Linked DNA regions of Sus scrofa: region 2 is linked to region 1. Evidence: chromatin contacts called from public HiChIP or PLAC-seq data. All regions are on one chromosome and are shown on one strand. Each heading gives the region's core, a stretch centred on a gene start, on an enhancer-like site or on the middle of the called end of the contact. The rest is flanking DNA. Distances are from core to core; before and after follow the strand shown. Region 1 holds the start of MORF4L2 (mortality factor 4-like protein 2). Region 2 holds the start of FAM199X (protein FAM199X).

Region 1 (7,910 bases), core at 2,148-4,647:
GGTCCCGCGTTGCTGTAGCTCTGGCGTAGGCTGGCAGCTACAGCTCCGATTCGACCCCTAGCCTGGGAACCTCCATATGCTGTGGGAGCGGCCCAAAGAAATAGCAAAAAAAAAAAAAAAAAAAAAAAAAAGACAAAAAAAAAAAAAAAAAGAATGGAAGCAATTTCATCTACTACCTAGAAGCCATGGGAAGACACTGGTCTTCCTCTCCACCCTCCAGAACAGACTGACCGCTACCTCCCAGATCTAAGAAGGCTTTCATCGTCTCGAGGTAAGACAAGCAAGGCCAGTAGATACTGTAGGGCAGGGCAGGTTGTACCCTGCACAAGGGTACCCAATTAAGAGGGAAAAAGTGGAGGCTGAAATTTATTCTTCACCTGCCCTGGTGTAGCGTCAATATCTCTGAGAAAGAAAACAAAATTTTCTTACTGCTCCACTAGAGTGGACACTTCTTTGCAATTTGTCTGCCTCCAGGTGGCATATATTTCTAATTAGCACAAAGGCATCATCTGAGCAAATGGCAGCCTTGAGAATTCACTGAGAGATCTTAGAGCCATTGGGTGTTCTGTGAAGTTGGCAACCATAAACAGCCTCTGTCTGGCCTTGGGCCTTGAAGCCAAATATTGACCGAAGCTATCTTTCCCTTTCGGTTGACATAGCTTGTGAAGACAGTGACTCAGCTGTAAAATCAAAGGAAGAAGAGAAAACTCGCATTTTCCGAGGACCCAATAAGAGTCAGAAAGCTGCAGACAAGTAAGTGGAATGGGCAGGAAGAGTATTCACATCTGAGAGGGTACCATGGCACAGTGGGAAATCACGAGGGCTTTGCAGTCACAGAGAAGTCTGAATCTTTGCTCTGCTGTTTATTAATTGGCACCTTGGAGTGAATAACTTCTCTGGGCCTCAATGAGGATTCATGAAGATATAAATATAAAGAGCCGAGCATAGTGCTTGCCTGGCACATAGAAGGCATTCAGCTCCTATGTTTTTTTCGGCTACGACCCTGACTCCAAAGTTAATCCGTATTATTCATACACTTGGCTTTGGGACCTCACTCAGCAGAGCATAAGTTCAGGTCTACCAGACAGAAAATTGGAGCAAGAGTCAGACTGAATGACAATGTCAGATACATCCCTTCTTATATAGTACATTGGGTAAATGACTCCTCTCTCGAGTAAAATAGACCATGCCTAGCTCTGGTGCTGAAAAAGCAGAGGAAATGACTTTTCCTGGGCACCTGCCGTGAAATACATACCATGTTAAGCCTTTTACATACTTTATATGTGCTAAATCAGCACTGTCCCATAACATCGTCTGTGATGGGAACGTTTTGTATCTCTCGGTATCTGATTTGGCACTAACACTAGCCAAAAGTAGCTACTGAGCCCTTAAAATATGGTACTACTGAGGAACTAGATTTTTAATTTTACTTAAATTTAATGAATTCAAATGTGTCTAGTGGCTGCTGTATTGGATACTGCAGCTCTAAGATTATGATGCAGGAATATTTGTTCCCACTTAATATATGGTGAAACTGAGGCTCAGAAAAATTAAAGAACTTGCTGAAAGTCACATATATGTAAATAACTAAACCAGATTCAAAACCAAGCAATTGAAGGTTTAGCAGAGTAGTAATGTCAGGTACACTAGGAATTACCTAGGCTCCACTACTTACAAGTTATATAACCAAAGAGAAATAATTATAGACTCTAGAACTCACTTTCAGCATCTATAAAATAATTATCACCTAATTTATAGGCTCATTGTTGGGATTAATGGCTTAGAGCTATTAAGGAACTGTGGCTTTCAATAACTGTTTTCTCACTATCCTTTTTCCTTCTCTGCACATGGAAGAGGTTTATAAATAAACTAAAAAAAGACAACTGCAGGGTAGAGAGAGCATTTGGGAAACATAAAAGCAAGAGAGGAAACACATGAGATTTTATGTGGTATCTATAGAATGGAGATAAGGGAAGGTATGAAATCATCTAAATATTTCCATTTCCCTGCCCTCTTCTTGATGCTCTAATCAACAGTAGCCAAAGCAGAAAACAAGGTATCTGTAATGTATTTTGAGACCCTGAAAGACAAGCTGTTTTGGCTGAATAACAGAGTACTGGCAAGGGCTTGAGTTCAAGGGGCAGGTAAAGTTCAATCCTGGTTCCTGTACTTCTGTATGCACTTGAGAAAATAATTGACTCTGCTACACAATAATTTTTAATCTGTGAAACGGGACAGAGAACATGCAGGGTGTCTCAATAGAACATGTACTTTTTTTTTTTTTTTTTTTTTTTTTTTTGGCTTTACATTCTGCAGCACCCTCTAGTGGAGTGTACAAAAATAAGCATTTTATTTCTGCTCTTCAAAGCAGTGCTTTTTAACTTCGGTGTGCGCTGGAATAACCAGAACAGTTTGTTATCTGTCGTAACACAGAAAGCCAAACCCTACTCCTAGAATTTCTGACTGGTTAGGTTGGAGGTGAGGCCTGAGACTATAAATTTCTGACAACTTCCCAAAAGGTGATAATGATGCTACCGGTGAGTCTGGGAAACACACTTTGAGAACCTCTGCTCTAAACCTCACCCATTCCCCGGGGGGGGGGGGGGGTGTATGTGTGCGTATTTATGAGCGCATACCTGCGTGCATGCACACATGTATAGGATCTATAACTGAAAGAGGTACAACTTTTGTTTGATTTTGATTAGTATCCATCTAATAAGGATTTTGTGAAGAAGAAAAGAATATCTGTGTGAAGAATATGGTAACACTACCTAAAACACAGAAGGCATGCAAAAAAAAACCTGAAAGCACAGCATATAAATCCCAGGGCCTCAGAACTAGTAAATGGTGGAGTAAGGTTTAAAATCAGGTCTTTGACTCCAAAAACATAATACGGTTTACCAGTACCACTACAGAAAACAGGGTAGAAACACATACCTAATCATAATTTCAAGAGGAAAAGAAAATCAGTTTTCAGTAATTGGGTCCAAGTCCAGTAAAGATGTATGTCTTTACTAACTAAACAAGCCATCTATATTTTCACTTGGGGTGGGGGTGGGTAAGGGTGAGGGAAGCACTTGAAGTGAAGATCCTAACCCCAGAGACGCTTCCAATCTTCATCAGCACCAGTACCTCAAGTCTTTCATCAGTTCTGACTGCCCACCCCTGGCAAAAAAAAAAAAAGGCAAGAAAGAAAGAAGAATGGGAGGGGTGATTTTTTTTAATAAGGAAATGAGGTAAAACATTTGTATCTAGGGCCATAGTCTCCTGATAGAGCAATTAACAGAAATTAAATTGATTTTTCCCCAGCAATGAAATATATATGAGTGATTTCTATAGATTGAAGAGTTCAGCAAATCAGAAAGGGGGGGGGAATCCCATAATTCCAGGGACCAAACAGCCAATCCTTTGATGGAATTTGGCGGCATCTAGTGGCAGATGCAAAAGGTATAAACCTCATCCAGAGAACTTTCTGGAAAATTAACTGAGCGCGTACTTGCCTGAAGAGCACACTGCTTGGAGATCAGGAGTGAAAGGTAAGAGAGCCTCAACTCCTACAGAAATTGGGAGTCCCTAGTGGAGGGGAAGTCTGTTGTATATAGATATTCTCTGCAGAAAATTGTTTGTGCCAAGAGAATTGTACAAAACTTGGGGAAGGGGGGAGGGGAGGGAGCGGGTAAGAGGTGGGGAGAAGGTTATTAGGGAACAGGAAAGAAACTGTTTCGTGGAATTGCTAATATAGGAACGGGAAGGTTCGGCTTTTAACCACTGGAGGGCTAGGGTTTAATACAGGATTTTGACACGGAAAAAAACGTGGGAAGAAAGTGTAATTTTAGGGTTTAAAATTAAATCGATGAGAGATCGAAATATCCCTAGCAAAGACCCTTTATCTTAGTTACGGTCGCCTTGCCTTAACTATTTAATGATTTTCCTTTTCATCAGAACAATATTCAAACCTACGAAAGTAGAAAACGATTCTTACAGAGCGCGCGCCCCCGCACACATCCGTGCGCGCGCGTGTACACACACTCACACACACACACACACACACACACGAAGGCGCACGCACCCGCTCGGCGACACACAACGGCCCCAACGCTAGGGGCGCACGCCTGCGCACACCCGCCTCCAACGCCACGAGGCCTGGCGTTCGCGCATAAGCCATCCCCAAGGCCACGCGGGCTCGCCTGCGCACAAACGCCGTGGCCCTGACACCACACGGCCGCAGCACGCCGCCACCCGCCACCAGCATACACACCGAAACCCCACTCTGCCTTTTTTTTTTTCTCCAAGAGTTGCGCAAGAGGTTGGGGGCGTGGCCCCAGATTTGACCTCGCGCTTCCCCACTCGCGGGAACTTTAGCTCATTTCCGCCCATCCTGTTTCCGCAGGCCACGTAGACACTTCCTTTCCCAGTGGAAAAAAAACCCATAATGCCTCCCTGCAGGAAAAAAAAAAAAAAAAAAGAAAGAAAGAAAAAAAAAAAAAGAAAAAACCTCTGGTCAGAGGAACTCTGGGTCGTGAAAATAGGCCACGTGAACACCCTGCCCTATAGACTTATGACCCAACTGCTGTCGCGCTTTTGGGGGGCGGGCTAAGAACCTAAGAGGGCGAACGTCATTGGCCACAGTCCGCACTAAAGGAGGAAGGTGATTGGTTTTCCTCAAGTCTTAACCGTGAAGAAGCAGGTTGCTAGCACCCGCCTTTACTGCGGCTAAGTGTCATTGCTGACGTGGTGGGCTTCCACCAATCATTTGGTTATGGAACATTCTAAAACTTAGGCAAGACGATTGTGATTGGCTAGAGGGCGTAAGCCCGCCTCCAGGGTGACGTGTCTGCCTATGGATATCAGTTGCCAGAGAAACCTGGCTTTACTATGGCGGTTGGAGGGTCGGCAGTGATCACACGTCGGCTGCTGGAAAGAACTGGATTCTCGTTTCAGGTTTCGGGGTGGGGGTGGGGAGAAAGGGTTGCCGATTTCCTCTTATCGTTGCGTATATAGACAAGATTAACTGATGGCTTCACAATCAGGCAGAGCTAGATTCAAATGCCTACTCGCCAACGCCCAGCTTGGGCTGGCTCCCGTTCTTTCTGTGTCTCGGTTTCCATGTTTGTAAAATGGTGATAATAATAGTATCTACCTCAGAGACGTGTGCCTCAGAGGCGTGTGCTGTATATTAGTGCGTATAACTAACGAATGCAAAGTAATATAATATAATACGCTTAATAACTTAATATGAAGCCTGACTCCGGAAGATATTAGCTGTTATTATGGAGAGAAAAAAACGCGTAATAGAGAAAGAAAACATAAATTATGTAAAGTCGTTCATTATAGTGTTTTTCCTGCCCATCATCTCCTCCCCTAGAAGAAATTCGAGATATAAAAGAGACGTATCAGTTTTTACCGATGGAATAGTTTATTTGGGAATTGCCTCAAAATAGCGGGGATTGGAATTTTCCATATTGAAAAGTTTAAAAAAAAAGCGGCGGGGGGGATGGGGGTGGGGAGAGATGGAGAATGAGCGAGCTGGAGATGAACCACATGCGATGAGTAGGCCTTGTTTGGATCCTGATTCGGACACATTAACTATATTTTTTTAAAAAACTGTTTAAGATGCATCGGGATATTTTGAAGTCGTATTCAAATTCGATTTTTTGGGGGAAATTGATGACGATGTTTTAGACGTTAAAATGGTATTGTGGTTATGGTTTCAAATTGTCTTTAGCTTGTAGCAATATATATGAAAATACGGATTAAATAGTAAAATGTCTGAGATTGGCTTCAAAATATGTTGATATCTATGATTTGCTTCAAAATAATCTCAGCGGTAGGGGGACGTGGGGAGGGGTATAGATGAAACCAAATTGGCCCTAAGTTAATCGTTTAAGCTGAGTGATGGGCATATATGATTTCTTAAATTATACTGGCTTTCTTGGTATATGTTTGAAATTTTCCATAATAAAATACAGAAAGTCAGCTATTCACTGAGCTTGAAAAAAACGGAGTGGGGGGGGAGCAGTGGGTGGGGTTATAGATAAAACAAGATGGCCTTCAGTTGGTAATTGTTGAAGCTGGAGGATAGATTCGCATAGGCTTATAATATTATTCCCTCTACATTTTTATCCATTTGCAATTATCCTTAATTAAAATTTTTTAAAGGCAAAAACAAACTAGTTTATCAGAAATCAGGGTAAATTAGTTTATCAGAAATAAGGTAAATTTGAAAATGTAACCATAAGAAAGGAAAAAACACTTGTACGTTATTTGTCATCTTTGGTGTCCTTTGTGTGTGAAAAAAATGCATTGATGGAGAAGAAAACCTTCATCTCATATCTTTTTATTTTGTGTCCTTTCCTGTCCCCTTGTTTGACCTTCTAGGCTACCATCAAAAAAGCTAAGTTTGCTGTATAGTAAGGATCAGAAGATCTGATCCTGATTGCAGAACATTGCTGATTACAGAATCTTGGGTAAGTGCCTCCCTTTTCCTGGCCTCAGTTCTCAAACAGGATAATTCCACATAACCTTCCTAACTGTCCAGGAATATTTTGAGGATTAATAAGCGCCTATCTAGGAAAGCACCCTACATTCTAAGGGAAGGATGGAGCTAAGTCCATTTGTGCTTCCAGTGTAGAAAGTGCCTAAACAACAGAGGGCCATATAATCTTAACATTCCTTGTTTAAAGGTACTGTAATTGATCCCTTACAGTTAGCTCCATACATCCATATTCTTTTTTTACTTTGTGGCATGCCACACGCAGCATAATTTAATGGTCAAGAACAAATACTGACTTCCTGAATTTAAATCCTGGCTCTGCCACTTACTGTTCAATCCTGGGTGAGATACTTTGTCTCTAAATTTCCTCATATGTAAAATAAAGATAATAATATAGCTCCTTCCTCATCAGATTGTTGAGGGAATTATATGACATTGCTTGGCACATATGTTTGCTTTAATAATAATTATGGCTCTATTAGTCCTTCCAGTGCATCCTGTTTTACATGTGCATGTGCACACACTCTTATGCTAATAAAATCAGTGGATACCTCTTTTTGGAGTTGTAACATAATAATAATACTGTTGGTTTCTCTCCTGATTTTCCAGAAGCAGCAGTTAACCACTAGAACTGAATTTTGAAATTATAACTTCTGACTTACCCTAACCACCTAGAAAGATATTGAATATGTTGATCATGTTTATAAGGGAATTTCCAGGAGCTACAATTTAAACTAGCAAATCATAACCATATCAGTCTGCTACTAGCTTTTATATCATTCCTCCTTTGTCTCTGACTCCAAAAATATCTGTTAAATATGAAGGAAGTGTTCTAAGATCCAGAATTGATATAAATGTACCTGACATGGTATATGAGCATTTAAAGGTTCATTCCAGCAAACTGTAGGAGATGTTGTTCACATTCATTTGTGACACACCCCTACACAAAAATGTCAGCATTTGGAGTCTGCATTCCTGAATGGCACATCACTTGCATAAGGAGTTGAAATAAGGTTTTTCCAGTCTCTTGACAGCTTTATTTTCCCATGGGGTCACTATATTTTCCTTCTTATTTTTTTTCCCTCTGAAAGCTAGATTGCAAAGGGGGCACTGCCCTGCTAGAAAAGATACAGTAAATGAGTAGGCACAGAACCCCTTTGCAGGAGGGCATTTGGAGAATGATTAAAGGCAAAAGGGAGGGAGGTGGACTGTTGGGCCAATAGCAGCTCAGAGAATACAAGGGCCAAAGTAGCCTCAAGGAGCAAAAGGACCTTGACCTGGGCCTCTCTGGATGGGCAGAACTTAGAAAAGGAGGGGAGGAAGCCAATTCACAGGGTATGCCTACAAAGTGTACCATACACAATGATAATTAACTGGGAAGTCCAGCTGTGTGTGAGAACCATGGATAAGAAAGATC
Region 2 (7,910 bases), core at 3,407-5,906, 370 kb before region 1:
CCTGCTCTGTGGGGACTGCTTTTCTGTGAGCTGCTTCTATGATGCTAAAATATCTGGAGTTCCCTTCGTGGTGCAGTGGTTAATGAATCCGACTAGGAACCATGAGGTTGCGGGTTCGGAACCTGCCCTTGCTCAGTGGGTTAATGATCCGGTGTTGCCATGAGCTGTGGTGTAGGTTGCAGACGCAGCTCGGATCCAGCGTTGCTGTGGCTCTGGCATAGGCCAGTGGCTGCAGCTCCCATTCAACCCCTAGCCTGGGAACTTCCATATGCCGCGGGAGCGGCCCAAGAAATAGCAAAAAAAAAAAAAAAAAAAATGACAAAAAAAAAAAAAAAGCTTAAAATATCTATTCTTGGGAAATAAAAACTCAACAAGGCAAAAAAAAAAAAAATGAAGAGGCCTTCACTTTTTTTTTTCAAATTACCACATCTCTCCTTCCTTTCCCTACTAAATTTATTGAAATGTTTCTTCTATTCTCTCAACCTTCGTAACCCACAGTTCTGCTTCTACCACACTACTGGTATTTCTGATTATCCCCAAATCTAGAGATGTAGCCAGGACAGTTCTCCAAAGCCTGATCCCCATTCTCAATTTGTCACAGGTCCCCAAACCAAATTTCCCCTCCCTCAGTAACCTATCTCACTTCATGAAACATGGTTCTTCTACCTGCAACTCACAGCTCTTCCGCACCTCTAATTCTCTATCAAGATAGGAAAACTGTGGGTGGAACAAAAAGCGCATGGTAGTCTTGGGCTTTTTGTAGTTAATGGTGATTGAAAATGGGGCTTGGAAGTCACAAAACTGAGTAACTGTTTCATACAATATGCAGTTCATTTTGTATCCTGCCAATAGGGTGTACAAAAGTGAGGTACTGTCCTCCCACATGCTTTTCACAATTGTTCAGTGTCAAAGTACTGATGTACTCATGAAAGATAAAGAGAACACACTGAGTAGTTCATATTAACTTCCATTATCTCACAACTTAATTATAGGACCTACTAATATCATTATACATTTTTCAACTTGCTAAATGATATCCTTTTTTATGACAGTGGAGGTTACAGTGGACAATGCTAAGAGAAAACCCACAATTATATCAGAAAAACCCTGTCTCTGATGAACCAAAAGAGCCTTAAAATATATATATATATATATTCCATATTGATGTTTCTGTTAACAATAATTAAATTTTTTGGCTTATTGAAATTTATTTTACCCCTCCCCCAAATTCTATACAAATCCAACTTGGTCATAAAACCCTAAAAGATACTCCTAGAAAAGTGTGAATTCTTATGAAGCTGGCTATGTTCATGTAATTTATTTTCTATTGAACCTAGACGGGTGACACACCAATCTACATCACCAATCTGGGTGATTCTAATCTGAACACAACACGAACATTCAAATTTAGGGATCGTAAGTAACAGTGCCTTCACTTTTGTATATGGAATGGGTGATCAATGGGGACCTGCTGTATAGCACAGGGAAATCTACTTAATGTTCTGTGATAACCTGTTTGGGAATGGATATGTGTCTATGTATGGCTGAATCACTTTGCTGCACAAAAGAAATTAACACAACATTGTAAGTCAACTATACGTCAATAAAACTAAATTTTAAAAAAAGCAAGAGTGCCTTGACTCTCTTGGTTAATGAAGACTGCATATACAGCCCAGAGACCAGTATATGAGCAGTCAAAAAACTCATCATCATAAGCACCTTATCAACGGTATTATTTAAACAATCTTCACAGTTTTGTTACCAGGCAACAAGGAAGAAGCAAAACAAAAGGTAAATCAAGTACCTACCCTCTGACAAGCTTTCTACTTTCAATGAAAACTTGTTTTATAATGATTAAACCCAAGGCAGGATATCAGTACTCTGCTATTCAGATCCGACTGTTGCTTGATTTGGCAAATGATGCGATGTGAAGAAAAAACTGACACATACAACTCCAAAATAAAAGAACTCCCTAATCTAAACTTTGCCCATATACATGATTTAGCTGTCTGCTTCTTCCTGAAAAGGAATGACTGGAAGCATATGGTCTTCTCAAACGCCATCTTGAGAGGGGGTAAGAAGGCAGAACATTCCAGAAGGAGGAAAGATTTAAAAAGCAAAGTAGCCTAGGGAAGAAACATCATCTTCCGTAAGTATTGTTAATTCTGCTTCCCATAATCTCTGCTGAAAAGGGTACAGAGCAGGACACATCAGACCTCCAAGCCTTGTGAAAAGCTTGAAGGAGAGGGAGGTTTTTAAAAAAGCAGGCAGTAACTAGAAAAAATAATGCTTAACTTGGGAAAACTAGGGCTGAACAGGAACCTCCCCCTCTATCTTCACCACCTCATTTTGGAAAAACAACCTTGACCGCACCAAGGTTTGTGAGAAAAGGGTTAGAAAAACACAAGGAAAAATGGGGAGGAGGAGAGAGAACAGGACAAGCTGTAAGATATGTATTTATTCGCCTTGCTTCACCCCCCATCCCCCCCACATATTTTGGCAGTGCTTACCCTCAGCCTGTCCCCACTCCCTTGCCCTCATCGTCAGAGCAGGCTATTTCTGCGAACATTAACTTCCCTGTGTTTATTTACCCCAATGCTGCAAAACCTAAATATCAAATATGTGCATAAGTATTCTTTTATTTCCCAATTCCAACTATCTTAAGCACACTTGATTTCATCAATACATTGTGTTCATGTTATAGTCACATCACGGGTTAGAAAAGCTTCTGTGAGTTAGTCTAAGAAACTATAACAACCATTTATAACACTGGAGCCATTAGTTCTGTTCCAAGTTTCATCACTGGCTTCAAAGAAGTAATCCTGGCTTTGCCTAACTCGGTTTTATGACCTTGAACTCAGTCTTTTCTTTCTGGGCCTCAGTTCCCTCATTTTTGCAATGAGGATTTGGAATAGTTGTAAGAAATTTACTATCACTTCCGTTTTAAATGTTTTATAGTGACGCTCTCTATGATTACAGTCTTGCTTCCAGACTGTAACTTCCTTTTAGGTAAGAATCATATTTTATATATTCCCTCTACTTGGTTTGGTATAAACTCAGTAAATCTGTAGACTGATTTAAGGGGTGGGGGAGGGGGCATGCAAAAGACATTAGAATGTGGAGGGATTTGTTCATGGTCATTTTGTAAACTGGATCAGAAATCAGAACTAGACTCCTTAACTCAATTCCAGTATTTTCTATAGCTTAATTCCTCTTCTCCTCCCTCCTCCCTTGTTCTCCACACAACCTCCCAGGCGTGTGTGTGTGTGTGTGTGTGTGTGTGTGTGTGTATAATATGCACCTATATTACGGTTTGAGGCTATGTGTAAAAAATCTTCAAATCCCTCACATTTGACACACATTTAAATGTCTGCATGAGAGAATTCTCCAGAACACTGTACCTTCCAATAAAAACCAGTTAGGGGATGCATCCTCTGAATAAATCTGTATAAACAAGCCCATCCTAAGCTTCGCTCCATCCCTCCACTGGGGGAGCAAACCAAAGGATATGCTTCAGGAAGGAATCTTCCAGATTTAAGCTTATACATCTTGGCAGAGCCCAAAGCGCTAGGGCAAAGAGTTCATAGAGGAGAGGAAAAAAAGAGTCGTCAGGTTTCCTAGAGCTTCACTAAAAAATGGGGGGGGGGGCTATGAGAAATAGGGCTATGAGACAGGTTAAAAATTGCGAAATGGAAGATTCTAGCTTTTAAAAATGCCACCTCTCAGAAGATCCCTGCATTGATTCTAAGCCATCCGAAACCCACTCTATACGTACCGGAAATGGAAGGGGTTAAACTTTTGCGGATTGATGGAAACAGGGAAGCATCTAAAAATCCAGGGTGGGGGCCTGAGATCCTCAGGGTCCAGATGGAGCGGGAAGGGGGCGGGAGATGTCGCTGGGTCAGAAGATGAATAGGGGGGTAAAGAGAGAGTAAAATGCCGGCCAAAAGGAAAATCGGAGGGCAGAGGTGAAAGAGGGAGAGGGAAGGAGCCCGGGAATGAGCGCAGGGCGGAGGAAGGTGGGGGAGGGGACGACTGGAAGCGCAGACCCGAGGCGGAGGGCCAGGATGGGGGACACCCGGGAGGCAGGGGTGTGGGCCATCAGCCCCTGGCCCCGGCGGAGCTTCGTACCTGTTGGTGTGGAAGCGGTGGAGAGGGTCCGTGCGATGGCAAGAGGAGAGCTGGCAGCCGAAGTCGCTGATGTCCAGGCAGCCCGGCTCCTCGCTCGGGCAGGTGCCCACCCCGCGAGGGGGTCCCAGAAGCGGGAAGGGCTCCTCGGGGGTTAGAAACTTCTCATACGACGTGGTGGCTGACGCCTCGTCGGACATGGTTGGAGATGGCCTGGCTCGGGCTCCTACTCTGGCCACGGGCTGCTCCCGCGCCTGTCCCTGCCCCCACTCTAACCTGTCGGCAGTCGCCGCTGCGCCGGGGTGTGCCCGCTGCAGCTCACTGGCAGGCTGCGCGCCGCGGCCCACCGCTGCCCCGGGAGTGCCAGGCGGCACGTAGGGGCTGCTCGACGCCACAGGGGCCCGCCGGCCACCCAGTCAGCGCCTCGGTGGCCTCTGCAGCCGCCTCAGCCGTCGCCGTCGCCGCCGCCGCCGCCGCCCGACCCAACCCAGTCAGCGCAGGGCCGCGCCGCGCCGCGCCGCGCCGCGCCGCCGCGCCGCCGCCGCCGCCGCCGCCGCCGCCCGGCCCGCCCACTGCGCTCGCAGCTCGCGACTGCTGCAGTCCGCCAGGCGCCCGCAGGGAGGGGAAGGGCGGCGAGAAGCTGCTCCCTGTGCCCCCTGCTGGCGCGGAGGAGGAACTGAATCTCGGTTCGCCGCAGCCCGCGCCTCCCGCCCAGCCCCGCCCCGCTCCACGCGTCAAATCAGGGATTCTAGGCGCTGGAAGGGCCCGGTGCCGCAGGCCAACCTCCACCCCCGCTTTCTCACCCTCGGCCGATTACTAAGCAGCAAGCCGCAGCCCTGAGAAAAGGGACTTGGCCAAGGTCATACTGAGGGTGCGTGAGAAAGAATTCGGAGGCTCTGGTTCCCAGCGCACTCGATCACCCCGTCCCAATTCAACAAGTATTTCTTGAGCTCCTGCGGGGTGTGTGCCCAGCACTGTGCAGTGAGCTGCAGGGGAAGTAAGCCAAGTAGGAAAAATAGTCCCCGCTTCACCCTTGATCACCTAACCCAGAGAACTCTGCGCAACAGACACCAGGCTGCTTAGAGTTGCTGGACACGTAGTGCTCTTTTGTGCTCTGTGCTCTTGTTCGCATTATGTATTCTGCTTGGAATGTCCTGCCATTTCTCCACTGCTAATCCTTAAAGCCCCAGCTCAAACGTTACCTCCTCTGTGAAGCCTTCCCTGACTCCCAAATGAGACAGGCATTCCTGCCAATGATCTCATAGAAGATATATTATGATATACATGTTCAACTTAAATCAACTTATAGGTGTTACATGCTTTTCTTCCTATCCCTTTCTCTTTTCTCCGTCTTCTGACAAGTGGTTCTAGATCTTTCTTGGAAGATAAGTTTTTGAAAAATAAGTCGGAGGAAAACGCAAGATTGCCAACTACTTATTTTGCCAAATAAAGACAATTTTTTAAACTTACTACTATTTTATAAAAGGAAACACATTCTCATATAAAATGATAAGGTCATAGTCCCTCAATAAAAACATTAAGTATACTTAGCTTTATGGCAAAACATTACAATCAACCTTGAGGGAAGCACAGATCTGAAGTAAGTGGAAAGGAAGAAGAGAGAACGTAGCAGGAAGAGGAGGATAAAGGGGGTTGGGAGAAGTGGAGAGTTGTCACAGGAGCCTCAGTCTTAAACTCTGTGCCTTGTCCTATTTATTCAACCTATAAGGAAAACAACTCCTTAACCACTCCTTAAAATTTATATATTGTCTTGCTTCAGTTATTTGGTTACTCTAAATGTTGAGTATGTCTGTCTTCTTTCATTTAATTTAAAGATCGTGGAAGTGAGAGTAATGATGGTTTTGACCAGTGGTTCACAATGCTCCAATGCCCAAAGGCCTGGGACAAGTGAGAAAGAATAGGCCATAGCTTAGTCCCCACAAACAAGAGATCTTATTGTCCAAATGAAGCAAGAGTCAAGTGCTGCATTATAAATACAGGTACTCAGGTAATAGCACCAGAAAGTATTAAGAAGAAGCTGGCAAAAATCATCAAACTTAAACAAATCTTTTTTACACACACTATACAAGGACAGTGTTTTTCCAACTGGAATCCAATGACAGTCTGAGCTTTTTTACAAGTATGTTTTACATTCAGTTTTAAGCATATTTCTGTAGTATCTGGATCATTGAATGATAACTGCCACATAATTATGACTTTTTTGAGTCTGTTTTTAAAACCAAGTTGGCACAAGGTAATACTACTTTAATTGTCATGAGCTAGTGAGAAAACAAATGAGGTGAACCTCCTACTTCATGGCTTGCTGTACAAATGAAGATTTTTCTAGTAGTTTGAAAATGGAAAGTGATGGGAAAGGAGAGTCCTCACAAGGAATACAAACAAACATGTTGGAGGTCAAGAGCATATTCAGGTTTCTAAAGGCAGTTTTGTCTCAACCAACAGCATATATCACATTAAATTAACTTTTTAATTTGTGCATAACTTGTAAATTTACTTTGAATTTGCATAGGAGCTTTATGAAGAGCAGAGTCCATATTTAGTTTTATGTTTGTTTATACTTAAGAGATAGTATTACAAAAGGAATTCACATAAATGATTGGGTCTGAGAGAATGTTTTTCTTTTAAAAGGATTCCCTTGAGTATATTTTTCAGCTGAGAAATAGAGATATAGCTAATGACAGAAGTACATAGAGAATGTGTACTATGCATGTAATGTTTATTTTAATATATGGTAATGATGTTCTAGTCCATATTTACCAAGTTCTTAGTCACTGGGAGTTGATGACTATTATGTATCCTCCCTTCTTCCCCTACTTCGATTTGCTTGGTTTATCCCTTGGGTGTACCTAGTCTGAATGCATTTACCCAATTCATCCCTCCCTCCTGTTATAATTGAAATGGAATAATTCTAATATGTATATATTAATTCTCGACCTTTGAGGATCTGGGCCTGGAAGGCAACCCTGGGGTGACCTACCTTCCTCCAGTGCATAACTTATCACCCAGAGAGATGATGGACTGCAAGAGGGTTGTGAAGAGACTGAATGGGACTGAGAATTGCCAACCAGTCTTTATCATTTTGGTTACTATTGGAGAGAAATGTATTGAACTTGACCCAATGAGCTATGATCTAACACTTATAATTTTTTCATGTGTTTGATGGATGCAGAGTATGTATGTATATGTATCTACATCTATATCCTCATCTATATCTAGATATATTGAATAATATGTTGTATATATAAAATCAGATCCCCAAATATCACCAGTACAACCTGCTGATAAAACGAACACTGAGTGTACTTATCACAGCAAGAGAGAACATCTACTCCACAAAGATTTGGCAGCATTTCAAAGGGAAGAGGTAAGACTAGAATTCAATAACATTGGAAGTTTGGTTTAAAGTAGAGATTTCAGTGTGGAGACTCCATTAGGATTGAGTAAGAATCATGATACAACACTCCAGGAGTGATGGAGCAGCAAGGCAAGAATTGAGGTAAAAAATCCAGAGAATCTTAGGGTGCAAACTTCGTTGATGCTTTCAACTGAAGCACTGGTAGGTCTTTTGGGAAATTCTTATGAAGGGCATATGATCTGTGTCTAGACTAATTTTTTTTGCATGTGGATATCCAGTTGTTCCAGCATCATCTGTTGAAAAGAGTACCTTTTTCTCCATTGTATTACCTTTACACCTTTGTCAAAGATTATTTTATGTGGGTCTATATTGGGACTTCTTATGCTGTTCCACTGATCTATTTGTC

Evidence for each region. HiChIP or PLAC-seq counts read pairs in DNA pulled down with a chosen protein or histone mark.
Region 2: a contact with region 1 is called in an H3K27ac HiChIP or PLAC-seq map of alveolar macrophages. The contact joins the promoter of FAM199X here to the promoter of MORF4L2 in region 1. A contact is called at or near these places in 2 of 47 Hi-C or Micro-C datasets (embryonic fibroblasts and epiblast stem cells) and 1 of 2 datasets of contacts at active chromatin or transcription factors (alveolar macrophages).

Annotation. Positions count from the first base shown.
Region 1 is chrX:84,561,791-84,569,700 of Sscrofa11.1, reverse strand. MORF4L2 (mortality factor 4-like protein 2) reads left to right here and starts at 3,397. Exons shown (of 4, transcript XM_003360402.4): 1 at 3,397-3,536; 2 at 6,379-6,467.
Region 2 is chrX:84,933,899-84,941,808 of Sscrofa11.1, reverse strand. It overlaps FAM199X (protein FAM199X), which reads right to left and starts at 4,656. Exons shown (of 6, transcript XM_003135275.6): 1 at 4,132-4,656. The coding sequence starts at 4,328.